Linked DNA regions of Pan troglodytes: region 1 is linked to region 2. A link is a contact called in public Hi-C data. All regions are on one chromosome and are shown on one strand. Each heading gives the region's core, a stretch centred on a gene start, on an enhancer-like site or on the middle of the called end of the contact. The rest is flanking DNA. Distances are from core to core; before and after follow the strand shown.

Region 1 (6,369 bases), core at 3,450-5,949, 71 kb before region 2:
AATTATAATTAGCTGGGCGTGGTGGTGCTCTCCTGTAGTCTCAGCTGCTCAAGAGGCTGAGGTGGGAGGATCACTTGAGTCCAGGAGGCGGGGGCTGCAGTGAGTTGAGATAGTGCTACTGCACTCCAGCCTGGGTGACAGAGTAAGACTCTCTCTCTGAAAGAAAAAAAAAAAAATCTGTGGAACCATCAGGGAGCATCTCAGAAGCAGCTGGCATCATTCTGTTAGGAACATGAATGTGAAATTATTGAAATTTTCTAGGAATTTCTCCCAAGAGCTAGCAGCTGTAATAGACAGGTCTGTTGTTGCTATGCTTTCCTGCCTATGCCTTCAGATTGCTTTTGACATGGTCTCACTGAAGCACTGGCCTTTCATTTTCAGCATTCATCTCAGTTTATCATGAATCCCTCATGTGTGAAATCATTTGATTACCCCTGGTCTCCTCCACTAGCCCACAGGCTACCTGTACTTCCTTCTACCCCACCCGTGTCTGCATCTGATTGACCCGTCGTGCTCTCTCGCGTGGAACTGAACAGACTCCTCTGCTTTTCACTCACCAGTGGAGTTGGGGTCTTTTCTACATCCAGAATTAACTTGCCAATGTTCCCTCGGTCGTGAATCCGCTGCATGGCCTCCTTCACCTGCGCGAAAAGGTGAGAAACAGAGGTGCTGGTTAGGCGAGATGTTCCCCAGTTAAAAATGGGGCCTGGAAAACTCAAACTGTCAAGTGACCACCAGAGGGCGCTGCGGCTCAAGTTTAGTGGCTAAGAGGTTGATGTTGGACTTTGGGGTGCAACTACATTCTGGTTGTGCCATTCACACACACTGATCTTGTGCAAACATCTTCTGGGTCGAAAAAGCGAGGGTGACAGCTCTTGAAATAAGTAGATGAACATTCCTTAAAAGGGTGGGGGAAGGTTCTCTGGAGTTCTCAGAATTACGTGCTGCAGGGTGGCAGGGTGCATTAGTCAGATTACATTTTGACCAATAGAGATATTTTCTGAAGGTCATTTGTGCCCTGCTTACTTCAGTGTTATTTAACTGTGACTCATAGTTGGGCTAAATTGACCCATTACTCAAGGCTGAACTGAACTCAGGAAAATTCTCACGATTCTGGTTATTGGGAGGAAATGTTGTCTCTATCTAAGTGCAGTTTCCCCTCAACACTATAGTATTCTCCCCAGGAAAGAGGGCCTCCTGTTTCTTTTCAAATGTTGGGGGCTTGCCAGGCCAACAGGTGTCTCCTGGGACCCTCTGAAACGGTAAGGTTGCGGCAGAATCCAATTTGCCTTTTGAGCCTTTCATTCTGTTGCCATGTGGAATTCCAACTGTTGAGGTGGGGTTGGGGAGGGAGGCATGAGAGTTAAATGAAATCCAGAAAGGGCGACATGGAGCTTGGTACTTGGTACAGGCCCATGCTTCACATCTCAGTGAAATCTGCGTGGAAATGCAACATCTCTTGATAAGAAAAAAAAAAAGTTTTAATAGATCTAGCCTAAATATTTTTCCTGAAGTCTCAAATGTTTAAAATTTGTGTTAATTCAGTCCAAAAATATTCATTAAATGTTGCTTCTAGCCTAGATGCTATGGTTAAACAAAATTAAAAAGTAAGATACAGTGCCTGCCTTTGAGGAACTCACCCTGTGGCTGATTGATAGAGCAGTGATTGCTTGTATGAAAACCGAAGCCTTCTACACATTTGGATAACAACTTGACACAGCTATTAAAATGTTTGTATTCTAATTGCTTTTCTGGAACTTTATCCTAAAGACATAATTTAAATTATGGGGAAAAAAACTTATTACACAAAAGATACTCAATTACAGTATTGCTTTTTATGGCAGAACATTGAAGCAACTTATATGTCCCAGAGATAAGGGGATGATTAAGTAAATAATGACTCTCACATGTGTCTACTGAAAGGAAATGATATGTGGCTGTTAAAGAAGATAAAGATATATACAGCTAATTACAAAGACTACATAGCAGAATTAAATGTTGTAATATTGCTAAATGAGAACTGACATGCATATTTAAAATATTTAATCTCTAGCTCCATAAAAACACACATATACTAAAATAACTAGAAAGGGCTATGGATATATGATAAAACATCATGTAGAAGAAATGGATGCCTTTTAACTTTAGCGTCAGTCTGGTAACATATTATCAAATCAGTATTTAATATAAATGCACTTTTAAATGCAGTCTTTGGACAACCTGGCAGTGATCGGAATCAACCCATTTTTGGGGGGACAGGGTCTTGCTCTGTTGCCTTGGCTGGAGTAAAGCGGTACAATCACAGATCACTGCAGGTTTGACTTCCTGGTCTCAAGCAATGCTCCCACGTCAGCCTACCAAGTAGCTAGGATTACTGGCAAGCGTCACCACGTGCTCAGCTAATTTTTTGCCTTTTTTTTTTTTTTTTTTTTTTTAGTAGAGATGTGGTTTTGCCATGTTGCCCAGGCTGCTCATGAACTGTTGGCCTCAAGTGATCCTCCCCCGTTGGCCTCCCCTAAGTGCTGAGATGACAGGCATGAGCCACTGTGCCCGGCCCTGATCTCTGACTAATAGTGTCATATGATTGTTAAAATTTCTTGACCCTAATACATAATTCAGTAGATTCCTTTTATTTTTGTAGTGAGCTCTGCTTTTCAAAGGTTTTCACGTTTGTTCATTATAGCTACTACCCACCGGGAATCTTCATATATTGTAGCAGACACCTTCTAAAATGGTTGTCAGTCATCCCCATTGCCTGGTACTCATCCCCTCCCCGTGAACATAGGCTAGACCTAGTGACTTGCTTCTAAGCAACAGAATAGAGCAAAAGTGATGATACATCACTTCCAAAATTAGGTAATAAAGGACCGTGACTTCCATCTTGCAGTCCCTCTTTCTCTAATTCTTGATGCTTCCTTGTTCTGATGACTCAAACTGCCATGTTGTGAGCTGCCCTATGGAGAGGTCCACATGGCAAGAAACTGAAGGCAGACCCCAGCCGACAGTCAATGAGGAGCAGATACCCTCGGTCCAAATGCCAGTGAGGAACTGAATCCTGCCAACGACCACAGAGACCTTGGAAGCAGACCCTTCCCCATTTGAGACCACAGCCCCAGCTGACACCTTTGTCAGAGGCATTTGAACCAGAGCAACTCCGTCCTGAGTGAGGGCTAGGAAAATGAGGCTGGGACTTGCTGGGCTGCATCCCCAGAGAGTTAGGTATTCCTAGCCTCTAGATGCTCACGGTTAAGGGAACAGATTGATAATGTTTACTAAACAGACCCAGACTTGGGAGTGTCCTGATAACGATATCTCGATATCTTGAGAACAGAAGCATTCCTAATTTTGCTTTAAAGATAATAATATCAGGCCAGGCATAGTGGCTCACGATCGTAATCCCAGCGCTTTGGGAGGCCAGGGCGGGAAGATCACTTGAGGTTAGGAGTTCAAGACCAGCCTGGCCAACATGGGGAAACCCCATCTCTATTAAAAATACAAAAATTAGTTGGGCGTGGTGGTGGGTGCCTGTAATCCCAGCTGCTTGGGAGGCTGAGGCAGGAGAATTGCTTGAACCCGGGAGGTGGAGGTTGCAGTGAGCTGAAATCGCACCACTGTGCAACAGAGTGCACAACCACTGTTGCCTGGGCAACAGAGCGAGACTGTCTTTAAAAAAAAAAGAATTGATTCTTGCAAAATACAGTAATTAAGAAAATTAATCCTTTATCACAAACCCTTGTAGCAGAGCCTGTCCCCATGCTCTTTTTCTTTGTTTGTTTGTTTGAGATGGAGTCTCTGTTGCCCACGCTGGAGTGCAGTGGCGTGATCTTGGCTCACTGCAAGCTCCGCCTCCCAGGTTCACGCCATTCTCCAGCCTCAACTTCCTGAGTAGCTGGGACTACAGGCGCCTGCCACCACGCCCGGCTAATTTTTTGTATTTTTAGTACAGATGGGGTTTCACCTTGTTAGCTAGGATGGTCTTGATCTCCTGACTTTGTGATCCGCCTGCCTTGGCCTCCCAAAGTGCTGGGATTACAGGCGTGAGCCACCGCGCCCAGCCCATGCTCTTTTTTTATCCTACATTTAAACAAGCATTGTACCCAGGGTGAACGTGTTCCTCCTCTTTCAGGAACTCACTACTCTGTCTCTGGCGTAGCTATTGTTTCACCACTTGACTTTCTTGAACTTGCTTTTGCTTTGCACTGTGGACTGGCCCTGAATTCTCTCTTGTGTGAGACCCAAGAGCCCTGTCTTGGGGTCTGGATCAGGACCCCTTTCCTGTAACACCCCGACTGCAGCCTTGTGAGAATCAAAGGACCAACTAAGCTGTGCCCAGATTCCCCACTCACAGAAACTGGGAGATCATAAGTGCCTCTAAGTTTGTTGGGGGTGGGGGAGTTAAATGCAATAATAGATAATATATTCTTATCTCACATACATAATTATTACCTTGCAAAATATATCCCCATTTTACAGATAATGTACCCTGATGCTCAAAAATAGAAGCAATTTACCCAAAGATTACGTAATTAATTGCGACACAATTGTGGTTGGCACTCAGGGCTGCCAGACTTCAAAACCAAAGCTCTTTCCCAGTTCTGCCTAGTCCGTACTGCTTTGTTTGACTCTCAAAGGCAAAGGAATGAGGTAGGCAGTGTCTCACGTCATGGCTCTCCAGCATTCAGTTATTTATCACCCTGGCAAGTTATTAGCATCTGAAAACTCCTTGGAGACTAGGAACAACTTTTAAGCTGCCTCTCCAGTAAGACAGAGCCCAGAGAAACTGAAAAGCTGTTTTCTCACCAGTTAAAGCTTATTGTGATGCTAGGAGAAAAAGCTCCCTGCAGGGCTGCCTCTAATCTGCATGCTTTTTGGATATTTCTTTCTGAAATGAACTGACTCCTTCAAGTCCCTTACGGAAAGGATGGATAAAGGATTAGCAGTATTTCCAAGAGGCCATTTAAGTAGCCTGACCTCCTATTCACGCTGTGTGCATTTCTATCCTCTTGTTAGGCTGCTCTTGGAGCCTTTCTCATGGCAATGTTGAAGGAAAGAAATGATACTCTTCTTGATTAATTCTTTGTTAGGCCACCATATGAGGCCCTTTGCATAAGTTGCTTCCTTTTATCCACACACACCAAGCCTCTTAGAAGTGTCTGCATCAGTTTCACAGAGGAGAAACCCGATGATAAGCGGAGTTAAGCATCACAATGATTAGCTGAGTTAAGCACCACAGTTTCACAGATAAAACATCCAAGGTTCTTGCCTCTGGTGCCCATATGAAAGGTGGTGAGAACCATGGGGGATCTGAGAGGGCAGCTTCCCCTTCCTCTGTTGTCAACACCCCAAACTGCTCTCAAATAACACCTTGGCAAAGCAAAGTCTGCACAAAAGAGACATTGCTCCCAAATTACCGTTTATAAGTGGAAGCACCCCGGCGGGGGTGACAGTGCCCAGAAGATAGTGGTGATGGGCTCCAGAAAGCTCAGTAGCACGTGGGAGACTTGTCTTCTCCGTTGGGACCACCAGAGGTGCTTTTTTTTTTTTTTTTTTTTTTAAGTACTCTTCTGCTTAAAACCCTTCCCCATTGTATTCAAGAGAACTGTCTAGTAGACCTGCATTGCCTGATACTATAGCCACTAGTCAATGTGGCAAGTGCGCATTTGAAATTTGGCTAGTAAAAATTGCCACGTGCTGTCAGTGCAAAATTCACACCAGACTTCACAGACTTAATCATCATAAAAAAGAATCCAAACTATTTCAGTAAGAGTTGTTGACATTTATTACATGTTGAAATAACAATTATTAAAATTAGTTTTTTGTAGTTTTGAAAATATGGCTAGAAACTAGAAAATTTAAAACTTTGCATGTGGCTCACATAATTCTGTGGAACAGCACTGGACTGCATGTTTCTGGAGCTGGTAACTGTTGCCTTTTCTGGCTTTATTGCTTTTCTTCACCTTTTATCACACCCTCATGTCCACCACTTACGATGTATCTGAAGTTCACTGGGCTCTCTGCACTGTGTCTCTGTACGTCCTGGGTCCCTTCCTGGAGTGCCCTGGTCCTGAGCTACCTTGGCTTTGTCTTGCTGTTGTTGACTTGGATGTGAGCTCTTCTAAGTATTTGCCCTCCACCCTCAACCTCACAGTCTCGCCCAAGCACTTACCCCTTCACACCTCAGTTGGCTAGTGATGTCAACCTTACCCCAGCCTTGTAAGTTACACATCAGCCTCTCCTCTCCATTGCAAATCAATAGAACAGTGCCATCTAAAATAAATATAAAGCAAACCACAAATGTGGCTAAAAATTTTCAAATTAACCACGTCAAGAAATGTAAAAAGAAACTGGTGAAATTAATTTTGAGATATT
Region 2 (5,900 bases), core at 1,560-4,059:
TTACAGCTTACACACTGCTTGCAATAGACTTTGAAACAGGCAGGAAGAGCAAGGGTTACAGATGCAGAAAGGTTTGAGATGCAGTGTCACCTGTCTAATCACAGAAGGTAGGAACTGATGAACCAGGGTGTTCAAGCCAATCTCTCCACTGCAAATCAGGATGCCTGACGGGGCAACCAGGTTGAAGAGCTCAGGACAAAGTCATCGCCGCTCCTGGAGGGGGTTGAGGCCTTGGTGACAAGCACAGCTTCAGGAGAGAGCCAGTCTGAGAGTTGAGTTTTGGCTCCACTACTTTTTGTTTGTGTAACCTTGACCAGGTCACTTAATGCTCTAAGCCTCAGTGCCCTCATCTGTAAAATGGGGGCAATAATAGTTCTTTCCCTACAGGATTGCCAGGAGTCTAGATGAGCTAATGCGTGTAAAGTGCTCAGCACAGTGCCTGGCTCTGGGCAGATATCACACTGTAGCCATGATTGCGCCTTTGTCATTTGTCCATGGCTCTGCTGGCAGCTGCTCACTTAGAGTTTATTAAATGACTAACTGGAGCGTGGCACTTTCCTGGCAGAACCTCCCAAAACAAGCTAACAGTTTAGTAATCAGAGACTAGATGGTTGGAGGGTTAGAGGAATGCAAACACCAGCATGTGTTTATCATTTGTGCTGTTCAGAGCTTCTGTTCCATAAAGCAGCTCCCACAGTTGCCTTTGGAAATGAGTACAAGCACGAGGAAAGGGCACTGGTAAGCCTGTTTGCACCACAGCAGTAGCACATCAGGGAGGAAACCAGCTCTGGGAGGTTTGACTGCAAGGTGATGGAAAGGCAGGGCCCCACCCAACCCACCCCTTCTGATCTGGTAACAGAGGCTGGCTCGTACTGGGTGCCAGGGCATGCCTTAAGCCCTGCACACACAGCCTCATGATATTTCCACAGCAATCCCACAGAGGAGGCCCTGCTATCATCTTCATTTCACAGATAGCAAAGCAAGGCTTAGGAAAGAAATGAAGCCACTCTCCTAAGAAATCACAGCTATAACTGGAGGAGGGGAGACTTGAACTTAATCTGGAGTTTGCCCTTTTAACCCTCATGCAAAATTTTATCTCTTTAGCCCTTTATAATTTGCAAGGCATCTCCCGTTTTTGATCGTATGTGACTCACAGTTTGTTATGGATATAACTATGTCCCTCCCCTCTTTTCCAAATATTTATATGTTGAAATCCTAACTCCCAGCAACTCCACCGCAACCTTATTTAGAAATGGAGATTATGGAGATGTAATTAGTTAAGATGAGATTATACTGAAGTAGGGTGGGCCCTAATCCAATACTAGTGTTCTTATAAAGTGGGGGAATTTTGGAGATAGATGCCCACAGAGGGAATGCCTTGTGAAGATGAAGGCAGAGATAGAGGTGATGTGCTTATAAGCCAAAGAATGCCAAAGATTGCCAGACCTAAGAGAGATGCATGAAACAGATTCCTTCATGACCCTCAGAAGGAACAGACCCTGCAGACACTTTGATCTTTACACTTCCAGCCTCCAGAACGCGGAGACAACACATTTCTGTTGTGTAAGCCCCTTGGCTTGTGGTACTTTGTTACAACAGCCCTAGCAAACTCATACACAACTGTTTTGGGAAATAAAGTCAGCTGTTCCTATTTTATAGGGGAGGAAAAGGAGGAAGAGAAAAATGAAGTGCTACAGGACAAACCACTAGGAAGTGGAAGGGTTAAGAAACCCAGTTTGGGCTGGGCGCAGTGGCTCACACCTGGAATCCCAGCACGTGGGGAGGCCGAGGCCAGTGGATCACCTGAGCTCAGGAGTTCGAGACCAGCCTGGCCAACATGGTGAAACCCCGACTCTGCTAAAAAATACAAAAATTAGCTGGGCATGGTGGCTGGCGTCGCCTGTAATCCCAGCTACTCAGGAGGCTGAGGCAGGATCATTGCTTGAACCTGGGAGGCAGAGGTTGCAGTGAGCCGAGATTGCACCATTCCACTCCAGCCTGGGTGACAAGAGTGAAACTCTGTCTCAAACACAAAACAAAAAACAAAACCAGTTTTTTGGACCAAGAATTTGCCCCCATCCAATCAGACCTGCTTCTGCACATTATAATATGCCTCGTGTCAGCAGAGTGGTTTACAGTGTACAAGAGTTCACCACATATGGACTCAGTTGATTGCACAATAATCATAAATCCTATGCAATAACAAGGAACATGGTAGTATCCCCATTTCTAATGGAGGAAACTGATGCTCAGACCGAAGTGTGGATTCCAGAGGTGGGGGTAGTGGTAATATCCACAGCATGTTTATCTGCCAGGATGTGACCTTTTACTCATGCATTATCTGATTTAAATGTATGTCCCAAGATTCAAGAATCTTGGTCTGCAGCACAGTTATCTACTTAGTCTAGCAAATAAAGAATCTGTGATTAACATATCAGTACAGATATCTTGGAAAAATCTTGAAACTGGTCCTCTGTTGCCTTTCTGCAAATAAGATATATTAAGTAATTTCTCCATCAACCTCAAAGGCAAATAGAAACTTTCCAGTCTTTGGAAACAGCAGAATCCTGGTCTGTGTCCTTTAAAACACAGCCAAGGGCAGTGTGAGTTGACTCTGTCCCTGGCTCACAAGGAAATCAAGTTTTGTGAAGTATTTTCATCTGAATGACAGGCGTAAAGGCAAGGACGAGCATTTTCTTTGTAACAGGAATGTATTCAGAGCTGAGCTCCCAGACTCCTAACAAGGAGTGCTGAGCTGTGAATAAGCCTAATTCTGCAACACGCTGGTCTCCTGGTGTAGATGAAGTTGTCTGCTTAGAACCTTGATGGGAGATGCTGCACCAGGCTGATGAAAATGCATGCCCTGAGGCCCCAGAAATCTTTCGCAGGGCATATCCTGTGTTCTCCTCCCTTGGCACCTTGCCAAGAGTCCCTGACCTGAAATATCTCCACTCTCTGGGGGAAATGCATTTGCAATGCCCTGTAATGACAGCTAATGTTGAGCACTTACTCTCTGTCAGTCATTAAGCTAAGTACCTTTTGTACATTAGGTCATTTAATCCCTCTAAATAGAAACCGAAGGAAGGTAGCATTATTCTCTCCATTTTTCACAGGAAATTGCCCATGCACATGTCAATGAGGGAGGCAAGCCCATGGGATCTAAAAGCAGTACCTCCTAACTCAGGGTTGGGATAATGGCAAGAGGGAGGAATGGTTTTACGGAAGAGTCGACACCAGGGCTGAGTCTTAAAAGGTGACCAGGAATTTTGCAGGAGGACAAGGACGAGGGAAGGGCATGCAGGCCAAGTTAACAACTGGAACAAAGGCAGGGAGGTGCAGAGTCTCAGGTTTCTGAAAATCACAGTGGTCCAGTAAGGCCAGAGGGATGGGTATATTCCGGCGGTTGGCGGGAATTCCTCCTATCCCATTTCCTCTCCCCTCTATTCAAGGTCAGCCTCCCCATCACTCTGTGCTCAGCCTGATGAACCTTTTTTCTGTCCTTGAATGTGCCAACCTCCATCTTTCTCTCCAACTTCCAGGCCTTTGCCCAGGCTGTGGCACAGGCCTGGATCTCACCCCTGCCCAGCTCTCTTCCTCCAGGCTTCGTTTCCTGCTTATATAATTGTCTGACTGTTCACTTCCACCATCCTGGCTGCCCCTAAGCATAGGCCCAGGCTTTCTCACTTGCAACTGTGTTTGCAAAGCCTGGCCCGGTGCTTGGCGCACAGCAGGCAGGCACTCTGTAAGCATTTGTTGAGTGGCATTAGTGGTATGTATTAGTTTCCAGTTGTTGCTACAATAAATTACCTCAAATTTACTTAAAACTACAAAAATTTATTCTCTTACAGTTCTGCAAATCAGAAGCCTGAAATTGTCTCTTTAGGGCTAACATCAAGGTGTCAGCAGGGCTGGCTCCTTAATTTTTGTGCCTTTTCTGGCTTCTACAGGCTCTTCCCATTCCCAGTATCACATCACCCTTCTTCCTCTGCTTCTGCCATCGCATCTGCTCCTCTGACTCCAACCCTCCTGCCTCTCTCTTACAGAGGCCCTTGTGATTGTATTGGATCCATCTGCATGATCCAGGGTATTCTCCTTGTCTCAGAATCTTTCATTTAGTCACACCTGCAAGGTCCCTTTTGCCATATGAGGTAACATGTTCAAATATTCTAGGGATTAGGATGTGGACATCTTTAGGGGGCCATTATTCAGCCTGTCACAGATGAATACACTGAGGCAGAGCTGTGCCTTAATTTCTTTGGTCCATTGGGCAGCTCAGAGCAGAGCTGGGTGCAAGGGCATGGCAGGGCCTGGGGGCGTGATAGTGCTGGTAAGTTTGAGCTCCAGAAAACACATGAGGCCAGCTGGGAGAATGTGCGTGGAAATCGGAAATGTGTGTGTGTGGGCAAGTGGCTGGGGTGATTATGTTGAACTGAAAAATTTACAATTCCACTTAAGGGAAAGAAGTCACGCAGGAAGGAAGAAATGAAGGGTAGGGACCTACAGTAAACACAGCAATTGCTTCTGGAGCCCAATTTTGCTCATCTGAAAACTGGGAGAATGGACCAGGTGGGATGGTTTTCTGAGGCCACACAGCTAGGATATTAATAAGGATTGAGGCCAGGGATCCAGAGATTCTAAGGCTGTGCCTCTTCCCCATCTCCCTAGTTCCCCTGATCCCAGCATTAAACGGCCCTTCAATCTCTCCCTTTCTCTTGTGTAATATACGTGTATACTAGCATATCTATCTTAGCATATATATGATATCTCTATATTGGCTTTATATATAATTCATATGCCATACAATTCACCCACTTAAAATGTATGATTCCATTTTTTTTAGCATATTCAGAGTTGTGAAATTATCACTACCATTAATTTTAGAACATTTTTATCTCTCCAAAAAGAAATGCCATGCCCATCAGCAGTTCCTCTCCATTCTCTCCAAGTCCCCCAGACCTAGGCAACCACGAGTTGGCTTTCTAAATAGCCCTCCTGTGACCTCTGTTCCTCCTGGCTGGGTTCCGGGCGTTTGTCCTGTTCAGTGCCAGGTGGGAGGCTTGTGCTGGCTGTTGGCCTGTCCTCCCTGCACCTTCCCTTCACCAACCTCTGCATTCAGACTTCTGCCCCCATCTTTCTACTGACACTGCTTTCTGAAAGGTCAACAATGAGCCTGGGCCAAACCCAAAGGCTGTTTCTCTATGGACTTCCTGGCTTGTCAGCAGCAGCTGACACTAATGACCTGTCAGATGGCTGTGGTGGTTCCTTTACTGCTGCCTTTCTGTGGATGCCTCATCCTCTGCCCAAGGACGAAGGATTCACAGACATGCAGGAATAAAGCGGGGGTTGTAGGGTTCTGGTCTTTCCCAACATAGTGGAGACGCTAATGTCCATAGCATGGACTTGAGAACCAAACTGCCTAGGTCTCAAAGCTGGTTTTGCCATGCATTGGCCGTGTGACCTTGGGCAACGTATTCCTCTCTGTATGCCTTCATTCCCTCATTTGTATCATAATGTGAGTAGCAATTATCACCACTAGGGGTAATCATGAGGATTTAATGAGTTAATAAATGCAAGGTACTTGGCACATATAAACATGCTATGCCAAGCATTTCCTGGTAGCATTATTTTGCTCATTCTTTTGTTCAATGAGTTTATTCATTATACCTTTCCAAAAACTTCTATATATCAGACTTTCCTGGGGTTCAAATTTCCATCAAATTCAATGGTAAGCAGGGACTATGGGCAAGTATAATCTCTCTAGAGCCTCATTTTTGCGATCTGTAAGATGGGGATAATAATACCTGGATACTATTGTGATGTTGGGAAGTTTAGATCAGTTAATACATAAAGCACTTAGAACAATGCCTAGTACTTAGCGAATCCTCTAGAAATGTTGTACT

What was found. Hi-C and Micro-C count contacts between places; a contact is called where the count stands out from the background.
Region 1: a contact with region 2 is called in a Hi-C map of stem cell-derived neural progenitor cells, with 1.6 times the contacts expected there. The contact joins two enhancer-like sites. A contact is called at or near these places in 2 of 7 Hi-C or Micro-C datasets (induced pluripotent stem cells and stem cell-derived neural progenitor cells).

The regions. Positions count from the first base shown.
Region 1 is chr18:76,109,526-76,115,894 of NHGRI_mPanTro3-v2.0_pri, reverse strand. VAT1L (vesicle amine transport 1 like) reads right to left here. Exons shown (of 9, transcript XM_001139539.8): 8 at 558-641. Among named protein-coding and RNA genes, the nearest start is that of CLEC3A, 30 kb to the left of the region's middle. Within about 2 kb of position 4,699, at least 9 of the 24 cell types and tissues checked have an H3K27ac peak or open chromatin away from gene starts, as enhancers often do. A contact at or near this core is called in stem cell-derived neural progenitor cells, where this site is marked.
Region 2 is chr18:76,037,065-76,042,964 of NHGRI_mPanTro3-v2.0_pri, reverse strand. The region is part of intron 7 of VAT1L (vesicle amine transport 1 like); the gene reads right to left. Among named protein-coding and RNA genes, the nearest start is that of CLEC3A, 100 kb to the left of the region's middle. Within about 2 kb of position 2,809, at least 2 of the 24 cell types and tissues checked have an H3K27ac peak or open chromatin away from gene starts, as enhancers often do. A contact at or near this core is called in stem cell-derived neural progenitor cells, where this site is marked.